Linked DNA regions of Mus musculus: region 1 is linked to region 2. The links are chromatin contacts, called in public HiChIP or PLAC-seq maps. All regions are on one chromosome and are shown on one strand. The core of a region is the stretch at or near the end of the contact, and the rest is flanking DNA. Distances in the headings are between cores, read along the strand shown. Region 1 holds the start of Spats2l (spermatogenesis associated, serine-rich 2-like). Region 2 has its middle 68 kb from the start of Gm22371.

Evidence for each region. HiChIP or PLAC-seq counts read pairs in DNA pulled down with a chosen protein or histone mark.
Region 1: an H3K27ac HiChIP or PLAC-seq map of SST interneurons shows a contact between it and region 2, with 4 times the contacts expected there. The contact joins the promoter of Spats2l here to the enhancer-like site in region 2. A contact is called at or near these places in 12 of 39 promoter capture datasets (the 3T3-L1 cell line, 3T3-L1-derived adipocytes, cranial neural crest and 6 more), 2 of 484 Hi-C or Micro-C datasets (nephron progenitors and palatal mesenchyme), 12 of 115 datasets of contacts at active chromatin or transcription factors (SST interneurons, craniofacial prominence, embryonic forebrain and 6 more) and 1 of 9 other capture datasets (pancreatic islet).

The regions. Positions count from the first base shown.
Region 1 is chr1:57,773,190-57,776,338 of GRCm38.p6, forward strand. Spats2l (spermatogenesis associated, serine-rich 2-like) reads left to right here and starts at 1,672. Exons shown (of 14, transcript NM_144882.4): 1 at 1,672-1,835.
Region 2 is chr1:57,488,989-57,491,709 of GRCm38.p6, forward strand. No RefSeq gene overlaps it. Among named protein-coding and RNA genes, the nearest start is that of Gm22371, 68 kb to the left of the region's middle. Within about 2 kb of position 1,268, at least 13 of the 459 cell types and tissues checked have an H3K27ac peak or open chromatin away from gene starts, as enhancers often do. A contact at or near this core is called in SST interneurons and palatal mesenchyme, where this site is marked.

The sequences.
Region 1 (3,149 bases), core at 422-2,921, 280 kb after region 2:
GCCAGGCCTGGCTTCTGAAAACCCTTTCATCCCTCTGGTCTTGAAAGCATTTTTTCTGTCAGACTTCAGTAAGCAAGTTGGATTTGGAGTCCCAGGAAGGTTATGAAGTGGTAGAAGAAAGGAATGAAGCCAGAGTTCAATGTTATTTCCAAAGCCCATCCTGAGGGAAACGATAATTTATTACTTGTTTTTGGAATTCTAGTCATGGGGGAACCTTCGCTCAAAACTTAAACGACTTACTTTGCAAGAAGCCCTGAAATGTGCACCACACTCCAAGTTGAATCATTCCAAGTTACTAATTAATTCTTTCAAATTCAATAAGCAATAGGGTGGCATTTGTCCTTGACTTGTACAGAAGCTGGCTTTTCCGTCTGCACAAAGGTTGGGCCAGACTGGGTTCAAATTCTTCCTCTAGTTACTAGTTGAAAACTTAGACAAGCTATTTAACTTTTTGTCTCCTTTCTTTATTTGCAAATAAGCGAAAAAAAAACATACCTACCCACTGAGTTTATCTGAAGGGTTGGATCAGATACTAAATAAAGCACACTCATTCACCAATCCAGCCTATGGGGTGGGAGAAAACTCCCAGTCAGGTAAGAAAATGAGTTATTTCCTTTCATCTCTTCTTTTAATCAGAGTGACCTTTGTCAACTGGGCTATGATGTATTGTAGATCCGAATGTTACCTGAAAGTGTAATTCGTTTCAAATAACGACTCCCTTAAATGGAATACAATTCCGCTGTTCTGAGCTTGAGAGGCGAAACCGACTGATTTGATATTTGTAGAGGGCTGAGAGCCAGGAAGCCCCCCACCCCACTCACCCAAGGAACAGTTACTGCTCAGAGAAAGGGCGGCTAGGAAGTTACCCTTCAAAAATAAACCTGAGAGCAGCCTGCATTTCCCTCTGCTGCCTCTGGAAGAGGTGTGCGATCTAAAGTGCGTCCATCATGAATAATGCTTGCCTTTCCTCTCCCAACTACTGCACTCCCAGGCAGAAACATCACCAGCCGCTGCCACTGGGTAGCTCAGGGCAGCTCAGTGGGTGATCACGCACGATTAGATGCCCGCGTGAGACCCGGAGTGAAGACGAGGAGCCAAAACACTTCAGCTCAGTCTGATTTCAAAGGTCGGGCTGAGCCCCCAGAGCTCATCCCAGGGCCTGATTTTCCGCGGCTTTTCCGAATAAGCTATCTTTGTTTACATTTGAGCTTGGCTCACTCCCAGAAAGCATTACTACCTTCTGTCCGGAGAAGCATCTCGCCTTTGCAGACGGTGCTGGGGCAGCAAAGTTCGTTTTCCTGGGTAGGGAAGAGCGATTCTCTTGCTCCTCACGCGGGTAGTACCCAGTGTTTGGACAGTAGTGGGCAGTTTAGGGTAGGTGGAGGTTTGGAGGGGAAGGGGAGAAGGTTGGTGCGGGGCAAGCCAATGAAGTGCTGAAGCTGTATGGGGGATTCTTCTAGAAAGTAGGGTGGGAAAGGAGCTAGGGAGGGCGTGTGGAGGGACAGGATCCGTGTCAGAACGTGCGTGTGAGCGGATACAAAACCCAGGGAGGCGTGATCGGCGGCGTGTGTGCAAGCCCGAGCGAGGGGCGCCGGCGGGGTGTGTGCTCCTGGTGAGTGACACGGAGGGGCGGGCGGCCGCCGGGAGGGGGCGGCTGCGCGGGCGGGAGTGTCCCTGCGTGGGGCTGGCGGCGCGGAGTTGAGGCAGTGAAGGAATCCAGCCTGCCCAGCGGCCCAGCGGCCCTACCGCCGCTTTCCCTCAGCTCGCTCTCCGCGCTGCAGGGGCCGCCAGCGCCGCGCCCCGGCCCGGGACAGAGCAGCCGCGCTCGCAACGAGGTAAGCCCGGGTCCCCGGGTCGGGCGGCTCACCAGGGCCTGCGTGGCCAGGGTGGGGGCGATCGACCAGCCGAGCGCCCGAAGGCCGCCTCCCGGGGCACTGGGTGTGGCCCGAGCTTGGCCGACCGGACGCGGAGGTCGCGGTCCTTGCCTTCCCCCGGCGGGTGGTGGGGACAGCGGCGGAACCGATCGCGGACTCGGCCTGCCCTGCTCCACGCGGGCGCCCCCCTGCGCTCCAGCTCCGCGCCGCCGATCTGCCTGCCCGGAGCGGGGCCGCAGGTCCCGAGCGCCCCGCACCCCTCGGCACCGGCGGGATCGGGTCCCAGCGTTCGCGTGCGCGCGTCGAGGGCGCGCAGGGCAGGCGGGAGGGGGCGCCCAGGCCGCCGGACCGAGCGATGTCATTGCAGGGTCTGGGCAGAAAAGCCCCCCGGAGCCCGCGGGCGCCGCGGACTGCAGCCCGGAGCGAGGGTCGTTTCTGAGTCGCGGAGACAACTTGAGTTTTGCGCATCTGGGGAGATAGCAGAGCTTCTGGCGCTCTGCTGGGAGTTCCGTGTTTACTGCGGACACCGGGGTGAAGGATCCAGCCTTCACCTGGACGGGAATGCGACGGAAACCTCCCATCCTTTCCTTCCTCCTTGCGAGTGGAGCCTTCCAGTGCGCAGTAGGGTCGGCATTTGTGAACTTGATGGGTTTTCGGCTCACAGCAGTCCTGGTTTTTAGCAGGTGCCAAGGTTGTGGAGACCTGACACACTCATTAAAGATTCTTTGTAGACAGCATTTTGCTTTGAGTGCAGCACAATCTCTATAGTGTGAGACTAGCGAAAAACCCTTGAACTTCAACCACAGCGCCGTCCTTTCCTTCCATAAAACACATGTAATATTTCACTTGCTTATTTAAAATACTAAAGTATCTGACCCCTTTGCAGCCCCGAAGATTTTAAAGGGGAGAGGGACACGGAAATTTTAGAATTTGTGCAGAGATAGAGTAAGGTCGTGCGGTCTTTATACCGTCATTCAATTTTGTTTTAGAGGAGCATTCATTGCTACTCAGACTCTGTTTCCAGAGAGTAAGCAAATGTGCAGTATGGCAGAGAAAAGAAAGGACAGGAAGTCAGAAATAGAAAAAGACTATTCAAGTAGTAGAAAAAAATATTTTGAAAGAACTCTTTAAAAAGTTGCCTTCTGGATAAAATATTTTATGAGCCTTATGAAATTGTGTTACTTAACCAGAAAGCACTGTTCTGGGAAGATGGGAGACAGTCTTATCAAGGAACTGTAATGCTTTAAAAAATCTGTATATCTGATGTTTGTTGGT
Region 2 (2,721 bases), core at 18-2,517:
AACATTAAAGAATATCTCTTAGCTTGGGGCCAGCCAAAAGCTCAACAGGCAAAGCATTTGTTTCCAGACTGAGTTAGAGGCCTAAGACCCACAGGAGGAAAAGAGAAAGCCAACTCCCACAAATTATTCTCTGACCCCCACCAGTAGACAGTGGCAGGTATAGTCCCCATTCCTCCAATAAATACATGCAGTTAAAGTCTTATCCCTTAATCTAATAAATGAGCAATAAATTGCCATTATGATTTTCCATCATGTTCCTTTGATTACTAGCAAGTTGAGGAGCTTTTCAGAAGCCAGGTTAGCAGCCATCACTCCTGGCAATGGCGGGTTCTACAGCTATTAATATATGTGAGCTTTCTGCATACAATTTCCTTTAAGCCCGATGCCCCTGCTGCTTAGCAGAAGGCCATGATGGATTATGCAGCCCAAGCACTGCCATATGTTTGGTGCTTATTATTAAGCCCAACTACTGAGCAAAGAAAGACATAATTAGCCTTTTTGGGAATTATTTTAAGCCTTCAGCAGTAAAAAGCCTGAAGTTGATTTATTTCCCAGAATCTATTTGTATTTGATGCCTTTTAAAGTCTAGTCAGACTAAATGACCAGGCATGTTTTCAACCTTCGAAGACAGAGTTTTCTGAGTTCTAGGAGACAATCCAAAATAATCACCCATGTACATCTCTAAGATAGCAACCGAAGACAAAGGATTGAATCATTTGGAAGGAGACAGAGCCGCTGGGGTATTCAGAGACAACATGAGTTGAATTCATCTCAAGTTACCAGTGGTGGGAATGGAGGGACTGATTTCTGGCTTCAGAAGGCTGCAAGCTCTGCCAAGGGCTGAACTTAGCCCCTGCTGTTGATATGGGCAAGTGTCCTTTCATGGAAACGACTTCATCAAGAAAACTGTTTCTGCTGTAATTATCCCAGGCAAGACTTGAATCTGTACTTTCAAAACAAAACACGTTGTCTGGTTCTAAAGCGATCTTGCACATTATTGTGCTTCCAGAAGCTTTGCTGCTTTATAATGACAGGAATGGATTCCTACCCCAGAGCCCCCAGAAACAGATTGTGATTTCCATTCTTAGCTTTCCACCTAAATAGTTGTCTAGCTGATTTTGCTTATTTGTGCTCTTACTCATTGATGGCACATTTGGAAATAAAATCCTGAGGTTGTCACGGAGCTGCACGTATTTACATAGTTCTCAAATGCCAAGATGATAAACATTGTGCAGATGTTCCCCAGGACAGTAACCCAGCCTGCCTTTGGCAGTTTCACACACAAGTGACTAAACACATCAGTTCTGGAAATACAGGGGCATGCGCTCACGGACTCTTCCTCCCTTGCAAAAAGCAGAGGCTGAGATTAATTAAAGCCAGGAGCTTGTTACTTTGAAAGATAACATAATGTAAACTGTTCCAAAATGATCTCCCTTCTAGCAAATGAGGCCTATTGGGGGAAGCCAGGGAGGTAAACTAGGGGGAAAAAAACCCATTGAATTCCCTTGGCCAAAGGTCTGCTGATTTTTATTTGCATATTCAGGCAAATATTGGATGGTCAGAGTCACATGTATTGAATGAATAACTGAGTGCCTATGTAAGAGAATGAATGATTGGAATTCTGTATTGACTAAGTTATGGATGCAAGTTGTGGTTAGCAATCCTGGCTCTGAGGCGTGGGGTTCCCATTAGGTGCTTAGCCTCTGTTAAGTGTCCTCCTTGCCTTATTATGCATTCTGTAGGTCAACACTATAAAACAGCTGTTGGTTTTTTGCCTCCGATATAAAATGATTAAGGCTGTGGTGGATTCAAGCCTAAGTCTTCTGTTCTTAGCTCACACCAGCACTGGAAGTTGCTCAGCAATGGTCAAATTCAGTGCAAGGGTCTTATTTATTTGTGGTCTTAATTGGCCATAGAATTTGCTGATACTCAATTTTGAAGGACTCTAAGCTACCACTCCTTATGTGTGTAGGTTGGGAGTTAGGCCCTGTACTGGCTAGTTTTATGTCAACTTGACACAGCTGGAGTTATCACAGAGAAAGGAGCTTCAGTTGAGGAAATGCCTCCATGAGATCCAACTGTCAGGCATTTTCTCAATTGATGATCAAGGGGGAAAGGCCCCTTGTGGGTGGTAGTCTTGGTTCTATAAGAGAGCAGGCTGAGCAAGCCAGGGGAAGCAAGCCAGTAAAGAACATCCCTCCATGGCCTCTGTATCAGCTCCTGCTCCTGCTCCCTGACCTGCTTGAGTTCCAGTCCTGACTTCTTTCAGTGATGAACAGCAATGTGGAAATGTAAGCTGAATAAACCCTTTCCTCCCCAACTTGCTTCTTGGTCATGATGTTTGTGCAGGAATAGAAACCCTGACTAAGACAGGCCCTGTCCCTTGTCCACGGTCATTTCACTGGCAGGTGGAAGGAAGACACAAACTGCAAGTGAGCTAGTATGTGCCAGCTAACTCTCACCAGGCGCTTTACTGACATTATCATGGAGATGTAATCAAAACGAGAATCAAATGAGTTGAAATAATGAATTTGGATCATTGCAGAGTTTCCAAAAATCACTTAAGCAGGCACCATGGAGGAATCAACCATGTGCCTATGACTCCCACGGTAGAAATAGACATCAAGAGGACAGATGTATGAGCAACACTATCACTCAAAGCCATGGCAGGAACACGATGAACTTGTTAATTGTGGGGTGCCTCCAGAATATTTGAATATA